Regions from separate parts of the Mus musculus genome. Here regions 2 and 3 are each linked to region 1. A link is a contact called in public promoter capture Hi-C data. All regions are on one chromosome and are shown on one strand. The core of a region is the stretch at or near the end of the contact, and the rest is flanking DNA. Distances in the headings are between cores, read along the strand shown.

Region 1 (3,096 bases), core at 238-2,737:
CCATACCAAGCCAACACCAGCCAAGCTGGGCTCCAACACACTCAGCAAGCACCTACTCCATTTTCCAGTTCTCCATACTCATGGCCTATCCCAGTCAGGACAGCGGATATTAGATGAGAGGGGTTAAGCAAGCAGAAACCTACCTTGGGTCTCCCAACCCAAATCATTCTGTTTGTGCATTTTTTGGACAGTTGTGTAATTTCCACATATCAAAGGTGATCAAAAATGCCAGAGAAAACACGTCGTGACACTTGTGAGGGCTGCGTGCTGAAAGCGACTCTTCTAAAAATTCTGAGCTGAGAGCCTGAGATTTTGGTGAAAATTAGTGTGACAGCCTGTTTTGCTCTGGCACCAGAAGACCGGGAAAGTGGGCCCTTCAAAGGCTTCATAATAGTTCAAAAGGAGGTCTCAGGAGGTAGGCAAAGGAGAAGCAGTCAAGCAGTTTCCCATAGGAAGGAAAGATACCTCAGTTTTCTCTGCCCCTACTATTTCGTCCTAGCAAAAACAAAAACAAAACAAAACAAAACAAAAACCAAAAAACTTTCTGTTCCTGATCAGACGCTGCAGAATAAGGTCATGGCTGCCCTGGTGAGAAGGTAACACAGAAAGACACCCAGATGCACGGGAGAATTATGGGCTTAGGGCAAAATCAGCAATGGGATACCGTCTCCAACCACCTTCACTGCCCTGGCAACCCCACACCTCACCCCACTCTCCCTCACCGGTTCTCAGCCACCAGGATCTGCTCCAGCAAGCGCGCGGCCTGCACACGGGTCTCTAGCTCCGGTGCCTGAAGCAGCCGCAACAGCAAGTCGAGGCCACCGTCCAGACGTATAGCATCGCATAGACCTTGGGCCACCTCGCGGCCCACGGCCGGCAGCAGCCAGGCTTCCTCTACCAGCTGGAAGACCTCGGCGAGACCCGCGCCCACAGCCCGCGCCGCGCTTGCCTGTTTCAGCTCGGACAGCGCCTGCTGCAGCTCAGGCAGCGAACGCTCCAGGGCGCCTTGCACCTCAGTGCCCACTCCGGGCGACACTTCGCGAGACCCGCGACCGCCCGCAGCCCACCATGGGCTGGCGCCACCACTCCGATCCGGTCCGGGCACTGTCAGCCGATCGGCGCCCGGCCGTGGGCCTGACATGGTGAAGAAGCGGCACAGTTTGTAGGCGGAGAAGAGCAGCGTCAGGACCATGGGCGCTGGGCAGCAGGGGACATGCCAGGCCTAGAGGGGCGGGGCCTGGCAGAGAGACCCCGGCCTTGGGAGGAGAAAGAAAAAAAAAAAAAAAAAAAAAAGCAAACAGGATCCGGTAAAGGTGCTGGGCTACAAGTGTAGAAGCAGAAGGAGGAGGGCAGCTCCGGGACTCAGCGACTTAGGAAGGGCATGAAGGGAGAGAGAAGCATGGACCAGACGCGGGAGGGTAGAGACGCCGGTGCCCGGAACAAAGCGCTGCTCCAATCTAAGCACAGCGGAGCTAAGATGCTCAACAGCAACCACGCCTCTGAGCAGCAGAGTCAAGGATTTGACGCCCCGCCTCTAGGTTTCACGGGCTCCGCCCCCGACGCAGGCGCAAGCCCTACCCCAGGTCTCCAGCCACGCCCACACCTGGCTCCGCCTCCTCTCCCCAGTCTCCCCTTGGTGGTGTGCAAGATGCTGTAGAAAGGGCTGTAAAGAGCTGTCTTCCATTTCCTACCGCTCGCTCGGCTCCCCAAAATGTGGAAGCAAGCTGGCTACATGTATCCACGTCCCCTCCGGATGGTTAAAGAATCGCAGTTGAGATTCTTAAAGCCCTTTAATGCCGGTTTCCACTTAGGCTTCACGCGTCTGTAGGGAGTAAAATTTAGTGTTTCATTTTGCCGCTGAGACTACTGCGGTCCATAGAGAAGAGACACCAAAGGCACGCTCGCCTGTGATTACAGAACAGAAAACGGAGGGGCTTCAGAAGTGTGCCAGTGCTTGGAATTTGGCCCAAAACCTGGCACTCTACCCCAGTGAGCACTTTCTTTATAGAGAAATCCCACTTAGTATGTGAGTCTAGAAAGTATGCCCAATGAGTCCATTTTTTTTTTAAAATAAATGAGGTCATTGAAGGTGTGGCCAGGGTGGTCCCCCGAGGATCAATGGATTAGTGAAAGCCTCAGGAATGGGCTCTGGGACTGGAAAGATGGCTCAGCCTTTAAGAGTACTTGTTCTTACAGAGGACCTGGGTTTGATTCTCAGCATCCACACGGCAGCTCATAACTGTTCAAAACTCCAGTTCCAGGGTATTCAAAGCCCTCTTCTGACCTCCATAGACACAAGACATGCATGTGGTGCACAGATGCACATGTGAGCAGACACTTATACACAAAACATAAAATAAATAAATCTAAAAAAAATAAAGAAAGAAGAATAGACTCTGACCCACTACTTCCTATGCTGTAACACCCAGCTTAGAGAGAACAAGGAGAGGCCAGAAATGAAGCTTTGTTCTTTTATGAGAAGAAAAGAAAACCTCCCCCAAAGTGCTTGCCAGCTCTCCCCCAACCCCCCTTCTTGCCCCAAAAATCCAGATTCGAAGCGGGGGGTAGGATGGGACAAGCACCTAGCCTGATCAAACAGTAAATCGATAACGGCTTATGGGAATGAGTTGGAAGCTACTCCAGGCACGAAACGTTTTGTCTGTTCTAGCTCACGGAATCTCTCAACACCTGATGAGGCAAGGCACCATGGTCCCACTTTATAAAAAGTAAGGCTCAGGGAGATTAACGGGACTGGCTCAGAGGGTGACAACACATGCTTTCTTTCCACCTCCCCAGCTAAGCTAAGCGTGTTATCCCTCCTGCCCGTGACCCTACTGACTTTGGTCTTGGCGAGGGTTTTCTGTTTCCCAGCTCTCCTGGGGCTGGGGTTCTGGGAATGTGACCCTTTGCTGCAGCTGTGTTTGGAGGAGGGCAATGGGGCTGGGCCAGAGGATGAGCAAATAAAGGGCAGAAACCCAGGGAACTAGGAACTCTTCTTCAGTCTGCTTCTTTTTTCAGGCAGGACAGCGAGATTCCAGAAGCTCCGCGCCCAGCTTGCCAAGGCCCTGGGCTAGAGGCCTGCCATGGCACCCCTGA
Region 2 (3,096 bases), core at 404-2,903, 250 kb after region 1:
TGTGGGAACTTCTGGGGATAATGAAGTATGATGATTGTCCTTTTAAATGGATACCCACAACGATAAGCAAGATCTCACCATAAAGGTCCATTATCATGAGATGATGGGTAAGAATCCAGAGAGCTGAAAGACAGAAATTCTTACAGCCGTTATCATACGTTTAACATTCCCCAACTCATACTTTGCCTATCTTTGTATACTTCTTTTTTGTAGAAATTATAGTGCATCTATAACCTTGTTATCTTCTATGCTGCCTAATATGAACCTTTACCCACATTGTCATAAACCCCTTACAAATATGTTTTAGTGGTTGAATAATAAATACTCCATTGTATGGATGTACCATGCTTCACTAACCATTTCCCCAATATTGATCAGTTTCCAGTATCTCTCCTACTGTAACTTAGAAATACCATAAGGCAGACTCTGGTGCGTTAAACCTTTCCTATATTTTATTTGCATAATTTTTATTATACAAAATAAGATTCTATGTTACACATTCATACTTCCCCTAAGGGTGCAGTTCTATTCTTTAACTTTCCTGTTGGCGACCTGCAATGGTCCATGCCTCAAATGCAGCATCTTCTCAAAGGGCAAAAGCTGATGCAGCCAATTCTAGAAAGCTCTATATGTCCTGCCCACATGGAAGCTCTTAGCATTATTTGAACAAGGGCTGCTGGGGACAAAATGACAGCATGTCATTGCAGTCACCAATGACATCCTCTGCCAGCACAACCAGTCCTCCGAGTGGAGACACGCCATCACAGCAACTTGGTGGAACGATACCCCAGGCCTCCGATCATCCTGGTCTTAGGTCCGGCCTCGGCCAGGGCCTTAGGGGATCTCTGTATCCATAGTATAAATCTGAATGAGATCAGACACAATATTGTCAATGATTGGCTTGGTAAGGTCATCACTAAATACCTGCCACCAAGGCTTCTCGGCCTCACCCTCTGCAGGCACCTCGACTCCATAGACCTGCAGGGCCAGGTAGAGCACAGCCACGGCTAGGTGCTGAGCCTGGAAGCGGAGGCATAGCCCCCCGTGGTAGCTATCTCGTAGCAGAGCCCAAGCTGTAACTGAGATGGGGGTTCGTTGCCAGCTGTAACGATTCAGCCAGTTCTTGAGGGAAATCAAGTAGTGCAGCAGGTACTTGTGTGGATGCTGGAAAGAGACTTGGAAGCGCAGAACTCGTAGCATAAGAAGCTCACATTGTACAATGCTGTCTCGTAGCTCCCAGAAGCGGGAATCCAGCTCCAATGGCTCACTGCCCGGGTTAAAGTACCTGTGCGACACGTTGATGATGTCACGAGTACGCAAGTGTTGCTCCTCCACTTTGCCGGCCAAGTAAATGGAAGACATGGCGACCAGGTAGAGGTCATATGCGTCCAGGTTGATCTCGCAGAAGAACTTATGGTAAATGGTGCAAGCGGTGGCGATGGGGATGGACTGCATGCCTAGCTTGACGCCTGCCTCCATGATAAACCGGGTTACTCGGAAGTGCACCCTCGCCTCGGGAGCCGGCCTCTCCTCGGCTCGCGGCGCCGCCGGCCCGCTTTCGCAGCTGTCTGGCCGAACAGCCTCCATGAGGCCCAGCAGGCCGCCCCGGAAGGAGAAACGCTCCGGCGCGCCGAGGCCGGCTCCGGGGGTCCTCGCGGAGGGGGCGTGCCGTCAAGCGGCCACGCCCCCACCCGTCCTGCCGCCACGCCCACCCTGCTCGGCTTTTCCTCCTATATTAAAAGATAGGCACTCAGGAGCAGCTTGGTGGAGACGAGGAGTGCTATTTTTAAGACATCTGAGAAGATACTACTTTTGATTTAAGGGGCTTTTTCACTGTTCCTGAGAATCCAGGCTATGGAAAGGATGAGAGTCAACTCTCACCCTGGCATTTGCCTCTGTGACCCTGGGGGCTTTGGTTGATCCTCTACATCTCATTCCTTAGGTGCAAGTTGGGGTGGTTGGCTGTCCCCTCCTCATGGAGCTCTTGTGAAAAATGAACGAGTGATGTAGGCAGATCAAATATGCTCCATAAGTTTGGCTTTGATGATTATTTTTCTGAGTCAGGTTTTCTACATTTAACCCAGACTGGCCTTGTACTCTTGATCCTCTTATCCCAGGTGTGCAACACCACACTCAGCGATATTTTGTTTTAATTGAAAAAGAAAGGAAGGAAGGAAAGAAAGAAAGAAAGAAAGAAAGAAAGAAAGAAAGAAAGAAAGAAAGGAAGGAAGGAAGGAAGGAAGGAAGATAGATACATCAGGACATCAGGACAGGGGTTTTCTATTGTAGCCTTGGCTGTCCTGGAACTTGATCTGCAGACCAGGCTGGTCTCCAAATCAGGAGATCTACCTGTCTCTTAGGATTAAAGACATGCACTGCTGCCCACCCCCCCACCCCCCCCCCCATCCTGCTACCATCACCCAGCTCATGACCTTTAGCTATTACTAATTTGTTTTGAGGAATCTTTCATTTTCATTTATGTCTTTATATATCTGTATGAATTAAGACTTTTGTAAAGTGGGAAAAAACACCCTAAGCCATAGGGATTCCAAAGAGAGGTATATGCATTAGACGATGTACCAGACATGGATTTCTCAATCTTAGCGTTCTTTAGCCCCCAAGAAAAGCAGTACCCCACAACTTCTACATTTCTCATTTGGCCACTTGTAGCACACGGTTATCTTCCTCTTTAAATGTTACCGATTAAGACTACATTCTCAAATTTTATTTATTTTTTGTTTGTTTTGTTTTTGGAGACTGTTTCTCACTATATAGCCCAGGCAGACCTGAAACCTGTTATATAGATCAGGCTGGCCTCACAGAGATCTGCCTGACAAGTGCTGGGATTAAAGGTGTGAGCTTTCACATGCTGTGGAAGACACTATGTTGGTAGTTCTGGGGACAGATAGAATCCAGCACATTACTCGTGAACTAAATGCCCTGCCCACTTCAGTATGATTTTTTTTTTTTTTTTTTTTTTACTATGTCAGAGGATCTTATTGAAAACACATCAACAGTGGTGGTATAACTTGAGAGGGAAAACGAAACTGTTTCCAGAGCTCTGTAGAACCCTGACTTCTGTAGGAGCACACTCTG
Region 3 (3,096 bases), core at 295-2,794, 140 kb before region 1:
ATATGGGGCAGCCAGCTAGGCAAAGGCCGCAGCTGATGTTGGGCATAGCTCAAGCCAGAGCCAATGGCTTTGAGCCGGGACTGAGGTACACGGCAGGGCCGGCAGCTGCTGAGGAGGGCGTGGACTCCAGTTCCACAAAGGCGGAGTAGAGAGTGCTGAGGTGCATGTCTCCCAGAGCACCGGAGCCGCCGCTGCCTGGAGGTGCCAGTTCACCTGCCTCATTGCCTGTTTCTGCCAGACAAGGCCCTGGGGGGAAGCAATGGGCTGCTGGTGGGGGTGGCAACATGGAGGATGACGTCGGCGACGAGGTCACCAATACGAGGGGGTCCAGGGCCAAGCTGTCATCCTTCAGCTGCTCCCACAGATTTCCTAGTCGGGGAGAGGGAAGAAGCCTCATCATTGGCAGGCCATAGAGAGTTAAGCCCAGTCTGTCTCCCACCCAAGTACCTCAGAAGCCTCAGAGAACAGGAGTCTGGTGATGCGGACTGGAAGCCTATCTTGGCATCCACTCTGGGACCTCAAGTAATCACTGAACTTTTTTTTTTTTTTCCTGAGCCTCAGAGTCCAGCTCCGAGCTCCAAGGTAGCACGGTGTAAAAGCCATAGATGCAGGCGACCCCTATGAAAGGGTCATCAGACTTTCCATCGGGGTCGCGACCCAGAGGTTGAGAACCACTGCCATAGTTGCAGGTAACCTCTGGGCCTCTTCGAGAAGAACAGGGTACTAGATTAAGGTTAAGGATTTGCCCATTTGAAGGTTGTTGCAAAGCTCTTCTTGGAAGCGGCCTAGAGGCCCCCCTGAACCTCTTCACTCAGGCTTCTGCCTTGGTTCCCAAAGGTTGATTTGCCGCCTACAGTCTTCCCACAGTGCACCACCGAACTTGATGAGGTACACAGGTCTGGCTCCCTAGACCCTCCTCCCCGCCCCCTCACAGGACCCAAGGTACAGGGATAGAACCAGAAAGGACACTTGACTCTGAGGAACAAACAGTGCTGTCACTGAGTTCCTCCTAGGGTCGTGTGACCTGCCGCGTGGCAGGCCAGTGACTGGAGTCGCTGCCTGGAACATCATCACCGCAGGGTGGAGAAAGAGACCTGACAACGCTGGCTGCTCTTGGCCACCTGGGTTCAACTCCTTCTTTCTGGCCCAGCGACCTTGAGTGGATGTATCTCTCTGTATAGTATTGTTTGCTAGGTCCAGATGGGAAGAACATATGTAAAGCTGTTTGCAAGATGCCTGGTACTCAGTAGGAGCTTGAGTGGGTATTAATTAAGGGTTTTGTGATGCTGGGGTATTGACCCTAACTAAGGATTGGTGCATGCTAGGCAAACGCTTTACCCCCTACCCACATCTCTAGCCTTCTGATAGAATTTATAGTATCCCACGTCCACATAGCCTCCTCTGCAGCCGCCTGTTCTCTGCAGCCGCAGCAGGTCTGGAATGAAGGTCTATGTGAAGTTTATTTCTAACAGTCTAAGGTATAGATCAACAGCCTCCTCCAAAAAGGCTTGCTCGGTACACTACAGTTCAAACGGGAAGGGGCGGGGCTTAGAAGGGTAGAGGGTGGGGCTTGGCTGCCTGTAGGATGGAGCGGGCAAGATGGAGGAGAATGTAAAGATTCACCTCTCTGGGCTTGTACCCTCAAATCTCTCTAGGACATGCTTAGCTCTGAGGTCTTCCATTCCATAGAAAGTCTGTCTCCTGAAGTGAAAGCTAAATTCTGATAAAACGCAAATGATTTTGGAACGTTTAGCCTCCCAGTCCCTCACAGTCAAGTACACCAATGGAACTTCCGGCTTTTCCCAGCTTTGTCAGATGAGCGGTTTGATGATGAAGCCATCTGGTACATGATCAGAGTACCAGGAGGGGGGAGATGGGGGAAAGAGCCTTTTAGCTCATGATCTGGAGGGCAGGGAGCAAATGCGAATTTAACATTCCTAGTCATCCGCCTCAGGTGACAAGAAACTCAGGAGCCAGCAGGTGGCAGCCTAGAGACATGAAGAGGCTAGGCCACGCAGCCAAGAGCACCTCTCTAGTCCTGTCCCACCCTTCCCAGCTCCCAGCTCCCAGCTCACCCTGGAAGTCGAAGTCAGTGAGAGAAGGGTTGATAGCATCCAGGTCAGTCCCAAGGTCTCCATCTGGCAGTAGAGTATCGTGCATGGTCCTGGCTGAGGAAGGCTCAGCCATCAGCTTGGCACCGTGGCTGGGTGGTGTGTGGGCAGGTAGAGGTGAGTCCTGGGGGGTGCCTGGCTGGGCCTGCAGCTCAAGATGCCCATCTGGCTGTGGGAACAATGGCTGCTGGTGTCCAGAAGGGGCCAGGCTGGGGGAAAGGTGTGGGTAGGTCTGCCCATAGCAGGAGGGAGCATGGCCACCCAGTAGGTCCTGCAGGGGGTTCTTGCCAGGCATGGGGCCTGGAGCTGGATGCATTGGGTGCAGAGGCTGGGAAAGACCAGCTGATGGTGCCATGGGCCGGATGGGACCTGGGCCTGCCAGCCCAGGGGGTGGACAGCCCAGCAGCGGAGAGCCCAGTTTTTCCCTTTTGTCTCCAATGAGGCTGTCCAGCTCTTCTGCAAAGGCCCAAAAGAAAACACCATGAGGCCTCTCTCCTTTGTAGCCTCCCAGCCCAGACCCCCCTCCCTGTATCCCTCTCTCCCCAGGCTCTGCTCTTCTTCATTCTGGTACCCAGGTCCCTTGGCCTTTCTCACACAGGCCTGACAGCCTCACCTGGTTTGGCCATGCTTTTGCGCACAGCAATGGGGTCTTTCCTCTTCCACTTCTGCAGTTCTTCCTGCATCTTGTCGATTTTGGAAGGATTGAGGGCCCACAGACAGCCCTTTCGAGAGGAACTTCCGGATTTATTCTCCACCTTCTCAAAGCACTTGTTGAGGGACAGGTTATGGCGAACAGAATTCTTCCAGCCATCAGGAGCAGTCTACCAGAGCAGAACAAGAATCCAGGTTGGGTTCAGGCGGCAAGAAATGGCTCTAGGTCTGGGGATTCTAGAACATTCCTTCGCCAATTCTATACATAGGGTCTCTACACACTCTGGCTTGATGTATTCAGCTCCAAAAGCATTCGTAGAACCCTTTAGTGGGC

The links. Promoter capture Hi-C pulls out the DNA fragments that hold promoters and counts their contacts.
Region 2: a promoter capture Hi-C map of embryonic stem cells shows a contact between it and region 1. The contact joins the promoter of Ccnq here to the promoter of Sarm1 in region 1. A contact is called at or near these places in 7 of 39 promoter capture datasets (the 3T3-L1 cell line, the HPC-7 cell line, cranial neural crest and 4 more), 3 of 484 Hi-C or Micro-C datasets (embryonic stem cells and rod photoreceptor) and 3 of 9 other capture datasets (adipose tissue, liver and pancreatic islet).
Region 3: a promoter capture Hi-C map of embryonic stem cells shows a contact between it and region 1, with 3 times the contacts expected there. The contact joins the enhancer-like site here to the promoter of Sarm1 in region 1. A contact is called at or near these places in 7 of 39 promoter capture datasets (the 3T3-L1 cell line, the C10 cell line, the HPC-7 cell line and 2 more), 1 of 15 datasets of contacts at CTCF or cohesin (embryonic stem cells), 16 of 484 Hi-C or Micro-C datasets (the AML12 cell line, the G1E-ER4 cell line, the N1E-115 cell line and 5 more), 7 of 115 datasets of contacts at active chromatin or transcription factors (bone marrow-derived macrophages, embryonic stem cells, pancreatic cancer cells and 1 more) and 2 of 9 other capture datasets (adipose tissue and pancreatic islet).

Annotation. Positions count from the first base shown.
Region 1 is chr11:78,496,267-78,499,362 of GRCm38.p6, forward strand. It overlaps Sarm1 (sterile alpha and HEAT/Armadillo motif containing 1), which reads right to left and starts at 1,488. Exons shown (of 9, transcript NM_172795.3): 1 at 723-1,488. The coding sequence starts at 1,192. It overlaps Vtn (vitronectin), which reads left to right and starts at 2,854. Exons shown (of 8, transcript NM_011707.2): 1 at 2,854-3,096. The coding sequence starts at 3,084.
Region 2 is chr11:78,750,076-78,753,171 of GRCm38.p6, forward strand. It overlaps Ccnq (cyclin Q), which reads right to left and starts at 1,654. Exons shown (of 1, transcript NM_197989.1): 1 at 431-1,654. The coding sequence starts at 1,587. The coding sequence ends at 835.
Region 3 is chr11:78,358,702-78,361,797 of GRCm38.p6, forward strand. Foxn1 (forkhead box N1) reads right to left here. Exons shown (of 9, transcript NM_008238.2): 7 at 2,725-2,932; 8 at 2,076-2,567; 9 at 1-369. The coding sequence ends at 50. Among named protein-coding and RNA genes, the nearest start is that of Gm30367, 12 kb to the right of the region's middle. Within about 2 kb of position 1,545, at least 141 of the 459 cell types and tissues checked have an H3K27ac peak or open chromatin away from gene starts, as enhancers often do. A contact at or near this core is called in the G1E-ER4 cell line, the HPC-7 cell line, the N1E-115 cell line and 4 more, where this site is marked.